Linked DNA regions of Sus scrofa: region 1 is linked to region 2. Evidence: chromatin contacts called from public Hi-C data. All regions are on one chromosome and are shown on one strand. The core of a region is the stretch at or near the end of the contact, and the rest is flanking DNA. Distances in the headings are between cores, read along the strand shown. Region 1 has its middle 92 kb from the start of RBFOX2. Region 2 has its middle 200 kb from the start of RBFOX2.

What was found. A called contact is a pair of places that touch in the nucleus more often than the background predicts.
Region 1: a Hi-C map of retroperitoneal adipose tissue shows a contact between it and region 2, with 2.6 times the contacts expected there. A contact is called at or near these places in 22 of 47 Hi-C or Micro-C datasets (adipocytes, adipose tissue, alveolar macrophages and 12 more) and 1 of 2 datasets of targeted methods (skeletal muscle).

The regions. Positions count from the first base shown.
Region 1 is chr5:11,715,823-11,719,183 of Sscrofa11.1, forward strand. It overlaps a transcript of RBFOX2 not described here. Among named protein-coding and RNA genes, the nearest start is that of RBFOX2, 92 kb to the right of the region's middle.
Region 2 is chr5:11,602,905-11,606,007 of Sscrofa11.1, forward strand. No RefSeq gene overlaps it. Among named protein-coding and RNA genes, the nearest start is that of RBFOX2, 200 kb to the right of the region's middle.

The DNA of each region.
Region 1 (3,361 bases), core at 324-2,823, 110 kb after region 2:
TACTACCTATCCTGTCTCTGCTGTAGTCCTATACAGACCCTTTTGCTGTGGTTTAAAACTGCTAATTTACTTTGAGGCACATTCTGATGGTGACAGGTTTATTTTAGTTTATTTTCTTGGGCTTTATTTTGTTTTTCTGTCTAGATCTTTGAATTCGAGACCTTAGAGTAGTGCAAATAGGCAAATATTGAATAGCCGCTTGTTGCGTTTGATGAATACAGAATCCAAATGAGTCCTACTAATTAATGCGTCTAACCTTGCCAACCCTCACTTTGTGCTCTGAGATTTGGGAGGCCTTTATCAGTGTGAAGCGCTGGTCACCGAGCGGCCCCAGCTGGGCAGAAACTGAACTCGTGATCTTCACATCTCCCCAGAGTGGTTCGGCCCAGCAAATCAGGAACCGGGGAGTGGGGCGAAGGCGATTTTCATGGCGTGGCTCTTTATTTGCTTTCCTTATCTTGTGCTGTTCCTTGCTAAATAGATAGGCACCGTCCTCGGACAGGATTTTTATCGGCATCTAATGGAGACTGTGTAAAAGAGATAAAAAGTACAATTTTTTGACTCTTGCAAAGCACTTGCATCAGTATTTTCTCATCTCATCCTCACCACCACCTTTTGAAGTAGAAAAGACAAGTATTTCCTTTGGAAAGATAAGAAAATAGGCACACAGAGATTAAAGTGACTTATCCAAGGTAACAGTATAGGTAGTAGCTGAATAAGCACAGAAACGTGTCCTCTATTTGTTAAGGGCCCTTTCCTCCGTACTGAGGGTTAGTGATCACCAAGGAAAAACGTGGTTCTGTGCAGCACGACTGCTCACTCGCTGGATGTATCATTAGATCCCCTGAAGCCCAACTCTGGGTTTCAGAGTCCACGACCCCTGGTTAAGAACGGTAACAACTAAGTTCCTTGGCACTAAGTGGACCAGCATTGCACTGTTACAGTGACCCTTTTCATCCTGTTACATAAGCCTTTGGTAACGCATTTGATTTAAAACCTGCAAAGGAAAGGAGGGGCAAAAATGGACCTGCTGCCTTGTAGAGGTTTTGCTTTTTAATTCAAGGTCGCCCCAGCCTACTTTCCCAGTCAGTTAGCTGGCTTTATGGGCTGGCCGTCCGTCGCTTTTATTAAGCACTCCAGCACTTCACTGTGCTTGCTAATGTGGTCGTGGAAGTGGAGGAGACAAACATTGTTCCAGATGAACAGAAATGAAAACCAGCTCCGAAAAGCTGAATGTTTTATCTCAGGCCGTGCAGGATTTTAGGTTGGTGATACAATGCAGTCAGTGGTTTAGATTCCTAGCTGTCTGTTTCTTTGTGATTTATGTCTAGGAGCACATTCTTATGATAGAGTTCTCAAGTGTTGATTAAGGCTGGCATATTTTGTGGGTTTGTAATATGTCCTAAATGAGAGATTATGTGTGCACTAGCTCCAGAGTTTTTATTCAGGAAGGACTTGGAAGCAGCAGTCTGATCAGAAGGGGCCTTAGTTCTGCATGGCAAGCTTAATTACTGTTTTTGCTAGTATTATTTATTTATTTGGGATGGATTTCAGGGGGCTCCTGAAAAGTACCGGGGGAGTCCTAAAGCTAGCCCCTTGTCTGTCACCTCTTGGTGCCACAACTTTATGTTCACTGTAATTAGAGTGACTATATAGTTTATCATTCAAATTGGGGCACGTTGGAGAGTGAAGAGCAATGCTAATGTTGAAACAGTCCCAGGCAGACCTTGCTGAATGGGCTGTATCGTCATCCTACCATGAATATCCCCTTAAGGGTGTGATCAGGTTTGGGGTATGGCCCTGTGCAGTGCTGTCACCGGGCCTGTGGGGGTGGAGAGTGGAGTGTTGCCATCCATGGTTGCCACGAGGGCACCGACTCGTAGTTGGGTTCAGATGTTGAGTCTGCTATGGAACTGGGAATGTTAGTAAATTATGAAAACTTATGTTTGTGGAGAACTTTGCAGTTTATAGTGTATGCTCTCATGTATATTTAGGGTTTTCATCTTCACAACAGCTATGATCCCTATTTTGTAGCTAAGAAAAACCAAAGCAGAGATTCTCAAATGAATTTCCCCATGTCACATAGTTGATGGCAGAGTTAAACTTGAACCCTGGGTTTCAGCCTCCCAGTCCTGTATTTCTCTTTCTCATTCTGTCAGTGTTTTCTCCGCCCTGGATGGGGATGTCCTCTTTCCTGTGTGGCAAGATAAGATATTACGGCATCTTTGGAGAATGTAACAGCGTAAGAAGTCTTCATATGACCTGGAGGTCCCTTGACTCACAATTTTTATCAAGTTTTTTTTCCTATTTTGTTTGTTAAAATAGCTTATGGACTATAGTTTATCTTTTGTATTTTATTAATTTATGTTTGCGTGCCAGCAGCACCTTGGACTATGGTTGTGATTATGATTTGTTGTTTAGATTAGAGAGCATTGCCTTCCTGGGATTGTCAAGAACATGCCCATGAGGAATGAAATAAACCTTCCTATTACCATTTTGTATTTTAATATAAAGAAAAAAAATACCACAGTATCAAACTTCACCTGATTTCTAAAATGCTGGTCAGTGGCTCCTTAAAAAGTTTTTCTGTTGAAAAGCTATGACATGGATGTGTTCACATTATCCCCACAAAATGGGAATATCAAAGATGTTTAAGTTGACAGATAGGACAGACGACTAGAGATTTAGATTTGAGTGGCAACCTTAATTTTAATTTAGAGGATAGAGTTTAGATGACCTAAGAGTTTTTTTTTTTTTCCCCAAAAGTATTTTCTTTCTTCTTGAGAATTCTTAATTTCTTTTTTTCTAACTAGTTATCTTTTTTTTTTTTAATCCCTAGAATGGATTTTATTTTTGTCCACGTTCTTGCACTTTCAGGGCCTTTATTTACTTTGTCCCCCCCCCCACATTTATTTATTTATTTATTTTATTACTCAATGAATTTATTACATTTATAGTTGTACAATGATTGTCACAATTCAGTTTTATAGGATTTCCATCCCACAACCCCAGAGCATCCCTCCACCCCCCGAACTGTCTCCTTTGGAAACCATACGTTTTTCAAAGTCTGTGAGTCAGTATCTGTTCTGCAAAGAAGTTCATTGTGTCCTTTTTTCAGATTCCACATGTCACTGATAGCATTTGATGTTGGTGTCTCATTGTCTGACTGACTTCACTTTAGCATGATAATTTCTAGGTCCGTCCATGTTGCTGCAAATGCCATTATTTCTTTCCTTTTTAATGGCTGAGTCATATTCCATTGTGTATGTGTACCACATCTTCTTGATCTATTCCTCTGTCGATGTGCATTTAGGTTGCTTCCACGTCTTGGCCATTGTATAGAGTGCTGCAATGACCATTG
Region 2 (3,103 bases), core at 562-3,061:
TCACTCACCAGCTATGAAACACTGGGGCGATCATTTCATCTTTCCAGGTCTCAGTGCCTCTATTGCAGATGGAGCTCAAAACCATCTCTCCTCCATAAAGTTGTTGTAAGCAGTAAGTTAGATAATGTAAGTAAAACGCAACACTGGCCACACAATACTCTCTTACCACAACGTAGTTGCTACGCTTAGTTATACTCTCAGGTTGGGTTAGGAATAGTATTATAGAAAACGATTGTCTCCCTGTTCCTTTCTGGCACCCTGAAGTAGCTACAGGGTGTTTCAATGGTGTAACAGGTGTGGATCTACTTGGCCCATACACTTGGGAGTGCAAAAATGTCTCTTCCTTCCTTTTTCAATATCTGAGCTAAATTTCTTATCTCATTCCATTGGGGATTTTCCAGCTGTCCCCAGGATGGCAGCTAGCCATTGGAGGGGACGCCCCCTGAAGCATGTCCTAGGGAGGGGTGTGATCACCCATCCTCACAGGCCTCTACGTGGTCTTTGTTCACTGCATCATTCGGGATTCAACAGGGGAAACATGACCAGTAGGATATTGAGAGATGTATTGCAAGGAATTGATTTATGCAGTTGTGGGAGCTGGTAGGCATGCCCAGAATCTCTAGGGCAGGTTGTCAGGAAGGCAGGGACTCTCAAACATGAGCTGCAACTGCGGTCCATGGGTGGAATTTCTTCTTCAACGAAGCTTCAGTTCTGCTCTCAAAGCCTTCCCAGGAGTTCCCATTGTGGCTCAGCGGGTTAAGAACCTGACTAGTACCCATGAGGATTCGGGTTCCGTCCCTGGCCTCCCTCAGTGGGTTAAGGATCCTGTGTTGCTGCAAGCTGTGGCACAGGTCACAAACACGAGTGGATGTGGCAGTTGCTGTGGCTGTGGCCTAGGCCTCAGATGCAGCGCTGATTCCAACCCTAGCCTGGGAGCTTCCATATGCCACAGATATGGCCCTTCAAAGGAAAAGACGAAAAGTAAACTGATTGTAGATTAATCATTATCTATGAAATACTTCACACCAACACCTAGTGTTTGATCAACTGAGCCCATAGCCTCCCCTGAGACATAAATCGGACCACAACGGTCATCATTTCAACCTGTGTTCCTCCCGGCCAGCCTCCGGGGGGTGGGGGCCTCAGGCCAGAGGGCCTCCTCACAACCAGCTCCCGGTGAGGAAGAGCGGGCCTGCAGGGCCACCTCGCCTGGACTTGAACCCTGCTCTGCCCTCAGTAGCTGTGGGACATCGGGCAATCACTTAACCTCCCCAAGCCTGACTGTGAAATGGGGCTGATAGCAGTATCTGCCTCATACCGTTGCTGTGCGGATCAAAGGCGCAGGCATATGTGAAAAGTGCTTATAACAGTGGCCCACAGGGAACGGTCAGTAAATAGTCTCTCCTCCTGCTCCCTCCCCGTGCTGGATGCTGGAACTCTGGGGTCTCAGATCTCCAGCTTTCAGAGGGAGCTGTAGATTTCCCTGCCCTGAGCGCCTGGAGAAGGAGACAGTGAAGCACATGGGCCGCTCACCCTCAAACCCTTCCTGGCAGCATCCCCCCCCCCCCCCCGCCCGCGCCGCGCCCCATCCCACCTCGGAAGAAATAGGGGAAACGGATAGGAAACAACCTTTCGGATCCCTGGCCGCTTTACTATGGTTCAGAGGGTAACACAAAGGGAAGCCGTTTCCTCTCCCTCTCATTCAAAAGGTACCGTTTGGACGGGCTTTCCGGGGCTCCCGCGCCTCCTAAGCAGAGCGGAGCCCCAGCACCTCTTTACGCAGCGGGAGGGAGCCGGCAGCCGACGGCCTCTAGGGGGCGCTCCGCCCGCAGGCAGCGCGCGGGCCGCGACTCCAGCATGTGTCCGCACCCCTGCGCGTTCTTGGAAAATGCAAGGAAAACGCGGCGCTCCCAGTAATGAAATGGGTAGGGACCTCCAGAGCTTGCGATTCGGGGTAATACTGCGGTCGCGGTTTCATTTGCATGGACAGCCGAGGGGACGCCGGTCACGTGACCGTCTCGTTTCCTAGCCCGGCTGGGAGTTCTTTGGAGCCAGGCTTGTTCGACCTCTGCCCGCCTCACTTTAGTCCCAGAATAAAAAGGTCTTTAGATTGATCGTGCCTCTCTCCCTTTTTCCTGATGTAGCTTCTTTTGGCCTCTGCAGACCACTCTGTGATGTCTGACTGGAAGGCAGCCCTTGTGAGTCCCCAGGGTCTGATGTTTTCAAGGACTCTGTGGTTAAATCACCCGGGGATCACCAGGCCTTGCCTCTCCGTTAATGAGGCTTAATTTGAGCCGCAGTGACTGACACTGGCCAGGGCAGACTGGAGGGATAGCAGAAGATCGGGATAAAAAAACCAACACCTCTTAGGATTTTGTTAAAAATATTTTCCCCTTTACCAACTCCCCAGCCAGGGCTTTTGGACCAAACTGGTGTCCTCAGATTCCAGCTCTGCCTGGAAGGTCAACAGACAGCCCCTGGTCCCCTGACCCTATGGGCCTTTCAGTGAGTTCATCAGAAACTGCATGCACCTCGGGCCCCAAAGGCCCCCACCATGCATGAAGACAGGGAGGCTGGGGTCAGGGAAGGAGCCTAAGTTTTAGAAACAAGCAAACCTGAGACCAGGGCACCGATCTTGTTTCTGTTTATACACAGGACCCTGGTTAGTTCTTAAGTTCTGTGAGCCTTGGTTTTCCCAACTGTAAAATAAGCAGGTCTGGGGTAGCGGAAATCGGGTCTATTTTGGGGCACATTAAGCTTGATGCCCACTTGACCATCAGCCAAGACTAAAAAGAATACAGATGAAAGTGATGCTTGCTGAGGTAGGAATAATGGTAGGGCAGGGGTGGATAATCAGCACATCCTGACATTTCTACTTCTGGAATATTCCTTCTCCAAATCCTTTCCTCTCCCATCCCGGTTGCTACACTCATTATTCTCTCCTCATCACGTTTCATTCCCTGGCTGGAGTACCTGCCTGCAACCTGGTTCCACTTTCACCTGGCTTCCACATTGCTTCTAGAAGGATCTTTTGAGAACAAAATCTCTTCTCTTGTTCCAATTTGCTGCTGACTGCTCTTTGCTTGCATTAATCAAATGTTTC